Linked DNA regions of Mus musculus: region 1 is linked to region 2. Evidence: chromatin contacts called from public HiChIP or PLAC-seq data. All regions are on one chromosome and are shown on one strand. The core of a region is the stretch at or near the end of the contact, and the rest is flanking DNA. Distances in the headings are between cores, read along the strand shown. Region 1 has its middle 8.5 kb from the start of Gm39050. Region 2 holds the start of Aqp11 (aquaporin 11).

The links. HiChIP or PLAC-seq counts read pairs in DNA pulled down with a chosen protein or histone mark.
Region 1: a contact with region 2 is called in an H3K27ac HiChIP or PLAC-seq map of microglia, with 4 times the contacts expected there. The contact joins the enhancer-like site here to the promoter of Aqp11 in region 2. A contact is called at or near these places in 11 of 39 promoter capture datasets (the 3T3-L1 cell line, the HPC-7 cell line, cranial neural crest and 7 more), 2 of 15 datasets of contacts at CTCF or cohesin (CD8 T cells and the NIH/3T3 cell line), 28 of 484 Hi-C or Micro-C datasets (the C2C12 cell line, CD8 central memory T cells, LSK cells and 13 more), 13 of 115 datasets of contacts at active chromatin or transcription factors (CD8 T cells, the SCID.adh cell line, astrocytes and 6 more) and 2 of 9 other capture datasets (adipose tissue and liver).

What each region holds. Positions count from the first base shown.
Region 1 is chr7:97,806,819-97,811,041 of GRCm38.p6, forward strand. It overlaps a transcript of Pak1 not described here. Among named protein-coding and RNA genes, the nearest start is that of Gm39050, 8.5 kb to the left of the region's middle. Within about 2 kb of position 2,708, at least 4 of the 459 cell types and tissues checked have an H3K27ac peak or open chromatin away from gene starts, as enhancers often do. A contact at or near this core is called in bone marrow-derived macrophages and microglia, where this site is marked.
Region 2 is chr7:97,736,580-97,740,886 of GRCm38.p6, forward strand. Aqp11 (aquaporin 11) reads right to left here and starts at 1,668. Exons shown (of 3, transcript NM_175105.3): 1 at 790-1,668. The coding sequence starts at 1,408.

The DNA of each region.
Region 1 (4,223 bases), core at 1,458-3,957, 71 kb after region 2:
TTTACTACTGAACCATCTTTTCAGCCTCCTAAAGTGGACTCTCCCCCACTTCAAAAAACCTACTATAGAGTCAAATTGTACTTGCCTATCTCTTGAATTACAAATTTCCAGGGATCTAGCACTTGCTGATTGGTTAAACTTAATCATTATCCAGGAATTAACTACTAGCAAAATGGGATTAATAGGCCTGATTTGCTTATATAATCAACACCGATCTCTTAGTTGGAGATCAGATAGATCACTTTTTCCCAAGGACATTGTGGTTTTCAAAAGGTAATTTCTTTTTTCTTGCTTTTGATATTTTGAGACATGGTCTCATATTGCTTAGGCTGGCCCTGAATTCTTGCTATGTGGTCAGGGATGACTCTCTGAGCTGAAACTCCAGATCACCTTGCTTCTGGTTCCTTGCCTGCCTCTGGAGCATTCAGATTATAAATATGGGCCATCATGCCTGGCAAAATACTAATTTTTGAACCACATCCCAGACCAAAGTCAAAATATGGGGCCTAAATTTGTTTTTATAAATTCTCAAAATGATTCAGATTACTTACTTGTTACTGATAAGGGATGATAAGATGAGGACTCCCTTACAAAAAGAAGACAGGAATAAGTGCTGGGTAGGCTGACAGTACCAGTTTCAAAATTGTAATGGTGGATAAGGGACCAATTCATTAGGGATCTTGAATGTGTATTTTATAAAGTTGTGAAATATAAAGTAGATAAGTGTGTATCTGAGGACTTGGTGGCGACAGAATATAAAAAGGGTGAGGTTGAAGTTGTAATTTCAGGGGCACAGATTAGATTTTCATCTTGGGTTCTTTTTCTCATTCAGCTTTAAACTCTCTTTCTATAAGCAGAGAATATGACCATTAGGAAGCTGAGAATTGAATGAACAACATGCACTTCCTCTGGGATCAACTCACCTCATTAGGTTCATCAGCAACCATCATTCCCCATTGAGCCATCTTGATGGCCCTTTTCTTCCTTTCTTGAGATTAGGTCTCACTACATTGCTCAGGATGGCCTCAAACTCACTGTCCTCCTGCGTTAGCCTTCTGTAGCTAGAATCAAGCATCATTCCTTTCAAGATTCAAGATTACTTCCTGATTCTCAGTGATTATTTCAGGTCTTGGACCCTTGATCAGATTCTCCAGTCAGCTTTAGTTTAGCTGTAGGAACATGTATTCTGCCTCTGTAGTCTTATCCTTTGGTATTATGTGAGTTTTTTAATTCAGTTGTCATAGGGATATTACAATTAATATGTGTTAAGGGTGATGTGACCATCCATATTTTATGTTCTGCCTTTGCTTTTACCTCATTGCTTTATTTTTATTTTTTATTTTGTTTTTTGAGACAGGGTTTCTCTGTATAGCCCTGGTTGTCCTGGAACTCACTCTGTAGACCAGGCTGGCCTCAAACTCAGAAATCCGCCTGCCTTTGTCTCCCAAGTGCTGGAATTAAAGGCGTGTGCCACAACCGCCAGCATACCTCATTGCTTTTAAAATTTGTGCTACTATACTTATTCCTTCAAATTTTTATCACTTATACATTTCATATTTTGTAATATAGACTATCTACTGGGACACAAATGGGAAAGGTATTAAGAATTGACTTGGATTTTTCCATACCTATATTTAATGAAACTAAAACAGAGAAGGACCCAAAAATTTAAATATCTTGCTACTTCCTCTTTTTCCATTTCTTGATAGAAAAAATTACATCCATGTTTAAAGATAATTTTAAAAATTATTTTGTTTATGGGTATTTTGCTTACATGTATGTCTGTGAACCATATGCATACCTGGTATCCACAGAGGCCAGAAGAAGGCATCAGATCCTCTAACTCTGGAGTTACATATGGTTATGAGCCACCATGTGGATTCTGGGAATTGAACTCGAGTCCTCTGGAAGATCATCTAGTGCTCTTAATCACTGAGCCATCTTTCCAGCCCCATGATTTTTGTCTTAACTGTATTATTTTATCAAAAGCTACTGTGGATACCAGGTATGCATATGGTTCACATATGGTTGTAAATTCCTTGGTTTATGTTATCACACTGTCTGATGTAAATGAAGCAGAGCTGATGTCTGAACTTAGGAAAAGAAATTAGCTGGTGACTAGAAGTGTAAATCTAGCTGAGAGACAAAGGGTCCTGATCCCTTTTACCCTCACATATTTGGTATTAGATATTCTAGCACTGGGTTACTGGATAGTATGTGATCTTTGTTTGCATCTAAAGTATTTGAGAAAAAAGTATGGCATTAAATGTGTAATTTCATGTAGTAGTAGTAAAGTGTAGTGCTGAATACTTTATACTGTAACTAAAAATCACTATTGTTACTCTTCTTTTAGAATGTAACTTTTTGTGGAAGGGAAACAAAAGAAATTGCTTCTTGTAAACTTGTTGGTACTAATTAAATAGATGACCAGACTTTGGGGTTTGGCTAATCAGATATTAATTTTACGGATGAAAAAAGTGGGGCTAAGAGAAGAAAAACTACTGATTTACTGTTACATAAAAGTTGGGGTCAAGGCCACATTTTGGCTCTTATGCCTCCTTGTTTTGTGCATTTCTGTGTAAGAGGAACCATGAAGTAGCAGAAAGAGAGAGCAGGGAGTTGGAGGCAGAAGGTCCATCTGCATATAAATCGGTTCTGCCTCTTCTGACTTGGTTCGGAGACAGTAGCATTACTTCCTTTACCAGTTTCCTCATTTGTAAGGGGGAAATGATGCTGCTACCTCTTGAAACTGCCACACAAGGCTATAACTATAATACAGTGTGAAGTGCAGTAGAAAAAGAACAGTGACTTTAGAGTAAAGGCGACCAATTTGCTTATAAATTTAAGCGTTCTCGCCATTTTGTGTCTGATTTTGAAAATGTCACTCAATTTTGTAAACTTGTTTTTTCTTCCAAGTTCTCCTTGGACAATAGTAGTTCTCTAACAAGGTTGCTTTCAAGACATTAGTATGAGAGAATATAGGGAAAAGCACTGTATTTTCTTTCTGTTGCTGGGTTCATAAAGAAGCTCCCCATAAACAAAAGTGGAATTAATAAGAGAAGAGCATATAGACTTTATATAAATTTTAGGTGATAGTAACCATTAGAAGGAAATGAAGATCCCTCAAACTAGGTTTATTTGTGTATTTTATGTTTAGGTTTGTAGAAGAGGAGAGTAGAGGAGAATTATTGGAAGAAATATATAATCTAATGGTAATAAATTAGGAAGAAATTTGCAAAGCTTATTTGTTAAGATTCTTCTCTATATCTGTGTGGCTTGAGACATAAAGAGGGTCTCTTCTCTGGGAATAATACTCTGGGGAATAGCTCTTAAATTAGGGTCTTAGAAAAAGATAAGGAAAGGTGAGTCTGACCTTCCTGATTTTGCTGTCTTCTCAAATGACAAAGGTACACATTTTTTTTTTTTTTAAATGTGGTGTTTTTTTTTAAGATTTATTTATTTATTTATTTATTTATTATATGTAAGTACACTGTAGCTGTCTTCAGACACTCTGGAAGAGGGAGTCAGATCTCATTACGGGTGGTTGTGAGCCACCATGTGGTTGCTGGGATTTGAACTTCGGACCTTTGGAAGAGCAGTCGGGTGCTCTTACCCACTGAGCCATCTCACCAGCCCAAAGGTACACATTTTGGGAGTAGTGTTTTATTAAATTTATAAACAACAAAATGGTACCTAGCTTGTGATAGTGTTTGAGAACTTCTTTGGAGACAGTTCTGCTTTCTCATAATCACTCCTTTAAAATCTTAGAGATAACAGTGCTTGATTGTCTATGGTTTTATTTTTATGTATGTATGTATGTATGTATGTATGTATGTATGTATGTATGTATGTATTTTGTTTTTGGGAGTGGAGGCTCACACATAGCAAGGTGTGCATATGCATAGAATTCAGAGAGGTAAGCATGGCTTATGGAGTTGGTTTTTTAGCTTCTATCTTATTTGAAACAAGGCCTCTTGTTTCTGCTGCTGTGCTGCCATAAATTAGACTAGCTAACCTGTAAGTTTCTGGGTGAGCCTCCTGTCTCTGCCCCCATCTTGCTGTGGAGGGGTGGGATTATAAATGCATGCCACCACATCTAGTTTTTATCAAACTTAGGTTGTCAGGCATGCATGGCTAGTGATTTTGTTTCCTGAACCATCTCCCTGACCTTTGATGATTTTTTGCAGTGCTGAGAATAGAACCTGAGACTTTCCCCATGCTAT
Region 2 (4,307 bases), core at 418-2,917:
TGCTTCCTGAGTGATGGGATTACAGGCGTGTGCCACCACACCCAGCTGAGAATGATTTGTTTTTAAAGAGCATCTTTAAAAACATTTTAAACTTGAGCCGGACTGTGGTGGCAAACGCCTTTAATCCCAGCACTTGAGAGGCAGAGGCAGGTGGATTTCTGAGTTCGAGGCCAGCCTGGTCTACAAAGTGAGTTTCAGGACAGCCAGGGATACACAGAGAAACCCTGTCTCGTAAAAACAAAACAAGAACAGTTTAAACTTGAAACACACCTTTCATGGGAGTCTACTTAAAAGTCCACGTGCAACTCCACATAAGGAATATGACAAGTAATTTGTAGGAAAAAAGTAGGACGTGAATGCAGCTACAGAACTGCTTCTCCTCGCGGTCAACTACTGACCTATCGTGCACTTTAAGCTCGAAGGAACTTTTTGACCGGATCGTTTCTCAGTAAGAGTGTCAGAAGCAATCTATACCACCTTGGCATGAGAGCCGTAACTGATAAGCTGCCTTTCTAACATTAAAACAATCCCTTTGTGGGCTATTTAAGCCTTTGGCAGTAATCTGCCACGATCTTAGTTTCGGCACCGGAGTGTCTGCTTTCTCTGGGTGTTCAAAACAGCAATGAATGAAGATCTGTATGTTGGCTCCAACTGCTAGGCTGCAAGGTGGTTAGAATAATAAGTGGCCCAGGGTAGGGTGCAGGGGGTGCTCAAATGTATCGGTAAAGAACTTAGAACCTCTGGTCATAGAGGCTCCGGACTGCCAAGTGTTTGGTAGGAATAACAAACCTGCATAGGCCAAAAAGGTGATGAGTGCAGCCAGCAGGTGGATGCGAAGCTTGGTTCGGACCTCCTGGAAGTGCAGTAGAGCGCTGTGGAAAATAAAGGAGCAGATGGCCTCTATGATGATCGCTTTGGACATGTCGGTGTGGATGGGATTCCTGCAAGCTAAGATCCTTTCGTCGTAATGGTACTTGGTCAGACTCAGGCTCCACAGGGCGCTTATGCAGTACCTGCTGCACAGGGCGCTAACCAGCTGAGCCAACAACCTCACGGCACCCATTTCGGGGGACATACCCCCCAGAATCATCTGCATCATCACGCCGCACGGGTTGCTAGCTGTGCCCACCAGGGTCAGGCCATGCACCAAGGAAAAGAAGTAGATCAGTGTCAGAGTCCAGGTGGGGTGCGCAGAGTCCTGCTCGCTCAGCACTTGGAGCTCGTGGGTGCAGCAGCAGAGCTGGAAGGTAGCTAGAAACTCCAGGACGAAGGCGTGGACCACGGGCCTGTGTAGCTGTTGCCGGGCGATCACGCGGGCCAGCCCCACGAACAGCACGAACAGCAGCATTAGCCCCAGCGAGATGCAGGTGTCCTGCACCTCGGGCCGGAGCCCCAGTAGCGCGGACATGGCTCCCTCACCGCTGGGGATGGCTGAGGGCGGCAGGGACAGAGGAGCGTCGGGGGCTGGAGTCCGAAGTCCGCCGCCCCGCCCTCCCACGCCCCTCAGGGGCGGGCCGAGTGGAGAGCCCGGGTTCCGCGCTGGAGGGCTCCTCCCCTCCCCGGCTGCGCTGTGCAGATGTGACCTGAGCCGGGGAGGGGGGGAGGGCGGGGGAAAGGAGGCGGCGAGGGAGCTGTCCCTGGGCACTGGCGGAGGGGACAACGGTCTGTAGAGCCCCACGCGCACCCGCCTTCCGCCGCCTCCCTCAGCACAGGGCCAGGGCCCCGAGACCACTGCGCACGCGCGTGGCGCCCGAGCTCTGGGCTCTCAGCGCCGGACCCCGAGCCTAAGACCGCACCACGCTGGTGCTAGAGCATGTGGCGATCGGAGCGTGGCTTGGGAACTCTGCCTTGATCTTTGCACACTCCGGAAACTGTACTCCACGGAGCCCCAGAGGTCATCTTTGCAGCCACCCCGTTTTTACTAATGGAGAGACTGAGGTTGAGGAGCGAGGAGGTGACCCTCAGGGAAGGAGCTGTGGTCAACTGGGAGTGGGCGTGAGAACCGAGGTTTGACTGGTTTGACAAGGTGTTAGAGCTTTGGTTTTCTTCACCCACACTCGAACTTTTTTCGTAAGTGTGGGGGAAAATATATATATCCATTTATGTGTAAAATTGACGTTAATTATATTCACACTTTATCTAGCTATCGCCACTATTTCCAAACTTTGGATGTTGTGTTTTATTTTTTATCGAATGCATTTGCTTAATTATCTAATTGTCTTATTTATGTTTATATATGTGCATACACACACACACACACACATATATATATATGTATGTATATACATACATACATACATACATACATACATACATACGGGGGTCGCTGTGCCCAATCTCATGTGTTCCACAAGGTGGGTCCCAGGGATCAAACTCAAGTCCTCAATTGGGCACCTTTACCTGCTGGAAGCACCTTGCCTGCAGGTGGTGGTTTAGGCATGAAGTCCTCAAAGTTTATAATGTTTATGTTATCTTCATCATGAGATATTAAAATACTAAGAAAACATTGTTTGCTTGTTCTCATTGGCATCCAGTGTGGGAAGGAAACCCTTGGATTGGTTGGCTTCCCAGAATCCTGGGACAACCTGAGGCAGGATGGAAAGAAGGGAGTTTGAGGGGCCATGGAAAGGAAGCTAGCCTGGAGCTGAAGTCTTGCACCAGCTGAGAGTCAAGTATTCCAGCACAGTTAACATCTATTGTGAAGTTTGCCTTATAGATATCCCAAATAAGAATATTAAAATAGGTGCTGGTGAGATGGCTCAGCGGTTAAGAACACTGACTGCTTTTCCGGAGGTCGTGAGTTCAAATCCCAGCAACCACATGGTGGCTCACAACCATCCTTAATGAAAAACAAATAAAAAACCTATGGTCCAGTGCGAGCGGGGCCGGAGCAAAAGGGAAGGGGGGAAAAAGGGAATATTAAAATAGTTCTGGAAGTCACTTTCTGAGGCGACCTTCCTCCTAGATGGTCTTTGTGACTTCCAACCATGGCATACCAGGGCCAGGGCCACAGAAGGTGTGGAGGGTGATGGTGCAGTCCGCCAACCTCAAGTTCAGATACTTGCCAGGCAGATTCCGGTGTGGCTGTGTGAGCAAGTGAATATTGGGAAAGAGGGATAGATGGCTGCATTATTGGCATTGAGGAGTACTTGAACCTCGTATTAGATGATGCAGACAAGATTCACCGTAAAACAAGAAAACAGCCGGGCTGGATCATGCTGAAAGATTTCTGAGTTTGAGGCCAGCCTGGTCTACAGAGTGACCTTCAGGACAGCCAGGGCTACACCGAGAAACCCTGTCTTGGGAAAAAAAAAAAAAAAAGTCTTCTAATGGGAACACAGTCTGAAACATTTATTTATGTTGTTTCGGTAGCCCTTATGCTATTATTATATAACAATAAGTGCTGTAAGGTTGTTTTGTCTCACACACACACACACACACACACACACAGAGAGAGAGAGAGAGAGAGAGAGAGAGAGAGAGAGAGAGAGAGAGAGAGAGAATGTTAGAATAGGGATTAAGGAAACATAACCTTTCCCCCAGTTTTCTAGTTTTCTCATGAGGAGCTCCATTTAGTGAAAGATATATCTAATCTCCCTTGAATAACCTTTGTGACCCAGGATTTACCTCATCAGGTTGTAATCATATCCAAGACATCTTATGACTCACTCTATACTCATATTTACCAAAAAGGATGTGTGTGTGTGTGTGTGTGTGTGTGTGTGTGTGTGTGTGTGTGTAATAATAGGAAGGAGCCCTTAGAAAAACTTCCATCAATGGAATTCTAAAAGCTTCTAAAATCAACATGCAATTGTGTGCAGTTGTGGCCAAGCCACTTAACTACAATTCCTGAGAAGCCCACACCCAAACTATGGTTGGCTATTGTCCTGTCCAAGAGGGCCTTTCTATTGAAGTCTGTGTAAAGAAAATCTCTTCTTTGTAAACTCCAGTTTGCTTCACAGCAACTCATCCTGAAATTCTTTTCTGCACTGAAGTTAAGAATCCCAGATTTGAGCCTGTGTGGTAGCACACGTCTTTTTTTTTCCCCTCAAATATTTATTTATTGTATATATATGTGAGTACACTGTCATCATCTTCTGACACACCAGGAGAGGGCATCAGATCCCATTGTGAGCCACCATGTGGTTGCTGGGAATTGAACTCAGGATCTCAGGAAGAGCAGTCAGTGCTCTTAACTACTGAGTCATCTCTCCAGCCCCGGTAGCACACATCCCAATCTCTGCAAAGGCAGGCAGATCTCTGAGTTCAAGGTCAACCTGGTCTACATAGAGAAATCCTTCACCACT